Regions from separate parts of the Anser cygnoides genome. Here region 2 is linked to region 1. A link is a contact called in public Hi-C data. All regions are on one chromosome and are shown on one strand. The core of a region is the stretch at or near the end of the contact, and the rest is flanking DNA. Distances in the headings are between cores, read along the strand shown. Region 1 overlaps STX7 (syntaxin 7). Region 2 holds the start of CCN2 (cellular communication network factor 2).

What was found. A called contact is a pair of places that touch in the nucleus more often than the background predicts.
Region 2: a contact with region 1 is called in a Hi-C map of granulosa cells, with 2.1 times the contacts expected there. The contact joins the promoter of CCN2 here to the enhancer-like site in region 1. A contact is called at or near these places in 2 of 7 Hi-C or Micro-C datasets (granulosa cells and liver).

The regions. Positions count from the first base shown.
Region 1 is chr3:62,581,681-62,585,253 of Taihu_goose_T2T_genome, reverse strand. All of the region lies in intron 2 of STX7 (syntaxin 7), which reads right to left. Among named protein-coding and RNA genes, the nearest start is that of STX7, 16 kb to the right of the region's middle. Within about 2 kb of position 1,578, at least 1 of the 3 cell types and tissues checked has open chromatin away from gene starts, as enhancers often do.
Region 2 is chr3:62,896,892-62,900,464 of Taihu_goose_T2T_genome, reverse strand. It overlaps CCN2 (cellular communication network factor 2), which reads right to left and starts at 2,040. Exons shown (of 5, transcript XM_048075774.2): 1 at 1,842-2,040; 2 at 1,513-1,738; 3 at 1,167-1,418; 4 at 722-933; 5 at 1-382. The coding sequence starts at 1,898. The coding sequence ends at 86. LOC125184219 (a long non-coding RNA gene) reads left to right here and starts at 2,202. Exons shown (of 4, transcript XR_010830386.1): 1 at 2,202-2,422; 2 at 2,509-3,573.

The sequences.
Region 1 (3,573 bases), core at 329-2,828:
AACAGGCTTTGTAACCTGTCTGGGAAAAATAAAAGAATGGACATACCAAGGACTGAACTGACACCAATTTTTCTGGGCTTCCTTTAATTTAGCATTTTCCTCCTTAACCTTTCACAACAAGGATATTATTTAGAAAGAAAAAGAGCATTTCTTTTTCAGTTTTTCAATCATGGGAACTATACAGCACTTTGAAAAATGAAACATTGCTTATACAAGTAAGCAAACAGAAAAAAAGTGAAGTGGTAAAAGTAAACTTTTGCCAACAGTCTTCAGCAGCAGTCTCAACACTGTTTTCATAAGAAAGCCAAAGGTTTGTCGTTTTGCACAGGCATTAAACAAGTTGGTAGGAAAAGCAGAATATAGAAAACAAAGAAGCTGACCTTGTTGCAAAATTTACAGTACGTACCTGCAGGTTTACAAGACAAAGAAATCCATCCTTTGTACTCCTTCACATTAATATAAACATGCTACAATGTATATAGGCTTAAAAATGTATTTCTTATATTGTCTTATAGATTTTGTGATTACAGATTTCTTACTGTAGCTAATTCTCACCTAGACATTTGATACATTATAGATGTAACCCTAAAACTACCTAAACCACAGACATTTGTCTGGACTCATGAACTTGTATAAATTTATTGATAAAAACCGAATTTGAAATAGATTCAGACAGTGCCACCTGGATCACAGAGGTGAAGCGTCTTGTTCCTTCAGACATACACAGTGATCTTAAGAGAATTTGATTTTAAGCAACAACTAGCTTCAAAACCTTTAGGTATAAGTCAGCGTCCCTTTCCTTCCTCAACAGAGAAGCATGGTAGCCACAGCCTCTCCTCCTGAAAGCTAGAAACACCTCCGCTGTCCTGTTTCAAAAGCAAGTACCGAGATGGCCTTGGCACTGAAGAGGAAAAGCGAAACTGCTGGAAACCTAGCATTACTTTTTGTAAGTCAGAGGCCCCTAAATTCCCAGCTTCACTACTGATCACAGTATTCATAATGCCTTCCTTGTTTAACCAGCTTTTTGCCCCTGTGCAGGGAATTCAGGGTGGCAAAGCGCTGGCTGCTCCTTAGGTGCCTCTCAGTTCATCAGCTCTGACGCTCAGGTGTCCCAGAGAGCTGAAAGCATAGGCCTAAATCACAAGGCCATAGATCTGTGCCATAAATACACTGATAATCATCAGAAACCAAAGATGAGAGCACAGTTCTGACTGGCTCCTAGGTGACCTCATCCCTCCAGGTTTTTCTTTCCCTACTTCCTGGTTGTTCCAGCTTCCCACACCTTGTGGCAACGACCAGGAACTCTGACAACAGGAGTAATCCTCCTACCAGAGGTCCTTTCTGCCCCTCTGGGCAATACCAATCCCATGACAGAGCCTGAATGGATCTTGTGCACGACTTGAATCCATTCCAGTGCAAAGCTCGATGCCTTAGCTCGTGCTCCTTGGATATGCAGAAGTAGCTGCTGGACTTTGCTCCGGAGCTGCAGAAGCACACGCACTGTGTGCACACAGACATTTTTTCCAGAAGTCGTCAGAGGCAGGCTAATGACTGTGGCCAGCCCTGCGCTGGAGGTCGAGGCAGGTGCTGGCATGTAAGGACGACCAATGGTTCTTTCGGAGCTCACACAGCAACTCCAGGGGGAGCAGCACCTTGTCAGCCAGGGGCTGGCAGCAAGCCACCGCAGCCGGAAAGTCCTGCAGGAAGCAGACTGCGCAACACCACTCGATCCAAATGCATTTTCTCCAAGCAACTGCCATCTCACCTGCCAAAGGAAGCAATCTCACTCTTCCCACCTCAGAATGAGTATTAGAAAGAAGCAATACTGTATTAGTAAGAAGATTTTTCATTCCTCTTCCAGCATTCCTAATCTATACTTCCTAATATGTAACAATTACCTGTTGAAAGCTACTCGGCCACTCTCCGAGCAGTCACATGCTCAGGAACAGGTCAGCCATGGTTAATGATGAGCCAGAGGAACAATTAAGACCTAACCTGAATTCCTACTGAGAAAATTACTTAAGAGCCAGCTTATGTTTACTTTTACTGGGCCAAACAGTGGTTCCATTTATAGGCAGCGGAAGCTCTTCCTCCAGGTCAAAAGAATAAAAAAGGGCACAGAATAGAATAGCAATGCTGCTTCATATAAAAGGCCTCATTTTCCCTACGTGAGTTGCAGGAGTAGTGAGATTTACAGTGGAAATATATATATATGTATATATTTTTTTTTATAAAGATAGGATTATTTGAGAAACGTGCTCCTGACAGATTTGCAATACATTGTATTTATTCCATAGATGAAAACGTATTTCAAATATTGGATCACACACTGTACTTGCTTAACAGCTGGCTTTTAGCTGGCTAGGGAAGAAGAAAGTCTTACCTCCTTTCTCCTTGTCTTCCCTTATTTTTCAGACAGCTCTGCAAATCTTTTCCAGCACTACAAGTAAACCCACATAATTGATTGTTCTGCTGCTTGAACATGAAAATGTTTAAGATCACATAGGAAGTTTCAACTTAAAATACAAATAAATAAAACGAAGATCAAATATAGACAACTTCTTGCCTATAACAATATAGGAGCAAACGCAACTATCCCCGAGAACTAGTCATCACTAGGCAGGCTGTAACACCAGTGTATTCTTGCAGAAGAAAAGGAAAAAACAAATCCTTGAGTAAAATCCTAATGTTGGAAAGGCCTTCATCCACTGAGAGGGAAATGATGAGAGGACTGCAGGTCACCCACCTTCTCTGGTAGGACTGAGAGATGTCCAAGCACTACACTCATCTCCTAGCATGAGACAAGGGAAACAGATGATGGTCCTGACTTGGAGCACTAACCAATAACTCCAACTACAGGAGAGATGCCTTCCCAACTTACCCATGATCAGCCACCTTCCCATTCAGTTTCATGTTACTCAGTTTAACATTTAGAAAACCAAACTTTAAAACCCTCAATTGGCCGTGAACATCTTCACCTTGTTGCAGCCTCACAGCTGAAGAGTGAGGTGAATCAACACACAGCCCACAGAATCCTTAAAATGAAGCCACAACAGAGAAGCGTGAAATTGGGGGAAAAAATTTACTTAATAAGTGCTGCTTATTACCACTTTGCAGCCTGAAACTCACTTCTTATTTGGATCATACAAGACTGCATTTTAGCCACGGAGCAGCAATTTCCCTAAGTGCTACAGTCCAAGCCTGAACAACCACATTGCCCGATTTAATAAAGCTACTGCCTAATGATTCCACAGGAAGTGCAGCGCCCACTGGGCATGCACGGAAAAAGCACGAGCAGTAAACACCACATATCAGCCTACAAAGAGGACAACAACCAGCCAAGCAGGCAGGGCAGGTACAACGAAATCTGTACTGCAGGACAGCAACGCCTGGGACCCGTCACAGGAAGAAGGAGAGCTGTTTCAGCCAGCACCTACAGCTGCTCCTGAATGTGAGCTGTAATAGTGAGGGGTCTCCCCCCCGCCACTTTTACTTGAGAAGGGACAGATTGGGTTTTAGTCACTGCAAAGAGACCATAGATCTAAATCCAGAAGGACTAAAACTAGCAGTGGA
Region 2 (3,573 bases), core at 791-3,290, 310 kb before region 1:
AATACCTTGTGCTATTGAATCATGTTTACAAAATGAGATGCAAATCAGTTCAAGTTGAGAATCTAGTTAGCGTCTCCTTCTAGCTTTATGCCATGTCTCCATACATCTTCCTGTAGTACAGAGACTCGAAGATGTCGTTGTCTCCAGGGCAGTTGTAGTGGCACGCGCAGGTCTTGATGAACATCATTTTCCTTTTCATGATCTCCCCATCAGGGCACTTGAACTCCACGGGGAGGGTGGCTGTTCTGTGGGGTGTGCAGCAGCGCCCGTCAGTGCAGACACCACAGAACTTAGCTCTGTAGGTCTTCACGCTGGTGCAGCCAGACAGCTCAAACTTGATGGGCTTGGAGATTTTGGGGGTGCGAATGCACTTTTTGCCTTTCTGTTGGGATATAAGTGAATACAACATGTTTAGAAGGTAGGCTTTGATGTAGCACTAAGCTTAAATGTTAAAAGCAGGCAGATGCACGAATCCTTACAATGCTTTCAACAGGAGAAAGTGTTTACATAGCATCATAATAACGTGTGAAAGAGAATTATAAGGACATTTAACTGCAAAATATTCACTACTGGGGCAAAACTCAAACTTCATGATGAGCCACTTGAAACTTACTACTGAAACTTACTACCTATCAGAATGCCATGTTCTTTGGTGAGATATTTTTTTGCCAGCTGATGAAAGCATCCTAATAGATCATACATTAAAGCTGAGACTCTTTACCTTGATATTTTCCTCCAGGTCCACTTCACAAGGTCTGACCATGCAGAGCCTGCTCTGTTTCTCCAGTCTGCAGAAGGCATTATCGTTGGTGACCCTGGTTGAGATGCCCATGCCGCAGGTCTTGGAGCAGGCACTCCATTCGGTGGTCTGCACCAGGCAGTTGGCACGCATCATGGTCGGGTCCGGACCGTAAGTGTCTTCCAGTCTGTACGCTGCAGGGGACAGACAACCAGGATGAGGCTACCATCCGAGTTTGCACCCTGCTAGATGCTCTGTCCCCTTCCCAGGGAAATTTCCGTAACTATGCTTATCTGCAGGGCAACCCCACTCACTGCTGCCCTCCGGCTGCTGGGGCAGCCCCACATCAACCCACCCTGCTACACCTGACCCCAAGCAGGCACCCCTTTCCCCTCAGCCCACCACCCACGGAGGGACCCCCACTCACCAGCAAGAGCAGGTCCCACAGCAGTCTGCTCCTTGGGCTCGTCACAGACCCACTCCTCGCAGCACTTGCCGGGGAGCTTCACCCTCCGCGGGAAGGGGCAGTCGGGGCTGGGCAGGCGCACGTCCATGCTGCAGAGGGGCACGCAGCCCACCGCCCCGTCCAGGCAGGTGCACTGGTACTTGCAGCTGCTCTGGAAGGACTCCCCGCTCCGGTACACCATGCCGCCGAAGACACACGGGGCGCCGTCCCGAGCTGCGGGGGCAGGAGGCGGAGAAGGGTCAGGCTCAGCCCCGGCCGCCGGGACCCCGTCCCCCGTCCCCCGTCCCCGGTGCCGGTCCCCACTCACCGGTGCAGACGCCGATCCTGCGGTTGGCGGGGGAGCCGAAGTCGCAGAAGAGCCCCTTGTGGTGGTCGCAGGGGTCGCGCTCGGTGCACAGCTCGCCCAGCTGCTTGGCGCACACCCGGCAGCAGCCGCAGCCGTCGAGCACCAGGGAGACGCCGGCGGGGCAGCTGGGGCCGGGCCCGGCCCCGCACTGGCACTGCCCGCTGCACTCCTGCCCGCGGGCCTCGTCCTGCGCCGGCGGCGGGGGGAGAGAAGGAGACAGCGGCCGTCAGCGCCGCCACGCCGTGCCCGGGCCGGCCGGGGCAGCAGCGGCGGGCGGCGGCGGCACTTACCGGGCCGAGGAGGGCGACGAGGAGGAGGAGGGCGGCGGCGAGGCTGGACGGGGACATCCTGAGGCGGCTGCGAGGCGAGGTCCCGGGAGAGCGCTTCCCTTCAGCGGGGCCGGTGCGGGCGGCGTCTGAGCTGCGCGGCTCGGCTCGGCTGTGCTGTGCTGTGCTCGGTGCTCCGTTAGCCGCCGGGACAGTGGCTGCGTGACTGCGGAGCCCGGCGGCGGGCGCCCCTTTATAGGCGGCGGCGGCGCGGCCCCGCCAATGGGCTGAATGGGGCCGCGCACCAGCAGCCGCATTCCCCGCATTCCTGCGCGCCGCGCCGCCCGCCCCGCCCCGGAGCGGCCCTGACCCCTGGCTCCCGCATTCCTCCGCCTCCCCCCGTTCCGCCCCCCTTTTCCCTTTTTTTTTTTTTTTTAGGGAAAAAAAAAATCGCCGTGTTTTCCTCACGCCGCGGCCCGCCCCGCGCCCGGCCGGTTGCTAGGGGCGGCCCGGGAATGCTTCGCCCCCCCCTCCCCAGGCCCTCGCCGGCCGGTGCCCGCCGCCCGTCCCGGCGTATTCCGAGCGTTTTGTTACGACCAAAAAAGGTATAATTACCCCGCGGGGTGTATAAATTGACTCTGTGTCCTCCTGAATCATACCGAATATTTGTAATGTGTTCCTTTCCTAATAGATGCTCTCTATGAATAGAGAGAGTGCCTATTTACTCTGAAATATTTGGCACAACGGAGCGAGTCTGGAGCATGGAAGAAGTGGCTATTATTTTCCCGCTGCCTGTGTGCAGCTGTCATCCCCGAGCAACACAGTCTTAGCACAGCCCCGCTTCCGAAGCTCCCTGTCAGACCGTCCCGGGAGGACAACCAGGCGCGCCACCGCGCTCAGCCGAAACCCCAGCACCGTGCCTTGGATCTGACCGAACCCCAAACCTACGTGTTGTGGTTTGGATTAAATCCTTGCAGATAACTCTTAGGCTTTGCATTTTCTTTTATTTATTTATTTATTCATAGGCCAGAAGGATGGTTCTTCCCCCCGCTCCCCGTGTACCAGTTGAATATTCAGTGATGTCACGTTGTTTGACCTCCGCTTTGGCACGAGGAATGCCTGCGTTTTGACTCTTGACCCGCAGAAGTATGTTAGCATTTAACGAGAGAGATTGCCTTCGTGCATCTTGTTAGGCAAATTGGAATCTGGTGGGTGTCTTAAAAGACAGCATCTTCTGCATGTAGTCATTCTCCCGCTGCCATATCCCTCCCTCTTTCCATTCCTCTGTACACATGCGTGCTCATATCCATGCTATGACACTGCAATATGTATTCACAGGATTCTTGAGGGAAGAAGATACATTTTCATGTAAAGCCCCAATAGGATATATTGTACTGTAAAACTGTCTTTATATTCTGCCAGCCCTGTACTTTGGCTGCTAAAGTCATTTGGATGTCATTCCGTCTACTTGAAGTTCTCCATTAAAAGAAATGAGATTGGCTCTGAAAGAGAAGAAGTCCCAGAGGAACGGTTATGGTAAATAATATATGTTCTCAAACATGAGGCCGCCCGAAATCTCTATTTACTTGAAGGACTCCAATGGCCTCAGTGCTGGGTAAATAATATGTGTACCAAACTATGTATGACATGCATACCAAAATGCAAATGTAACCAGGTAAACAGAATGCCTTTTTTAAATGCCTAAATATGGTAGGAGAACATCAGAGAGAGAGAGGCTCTAGACATGTTTTATAAC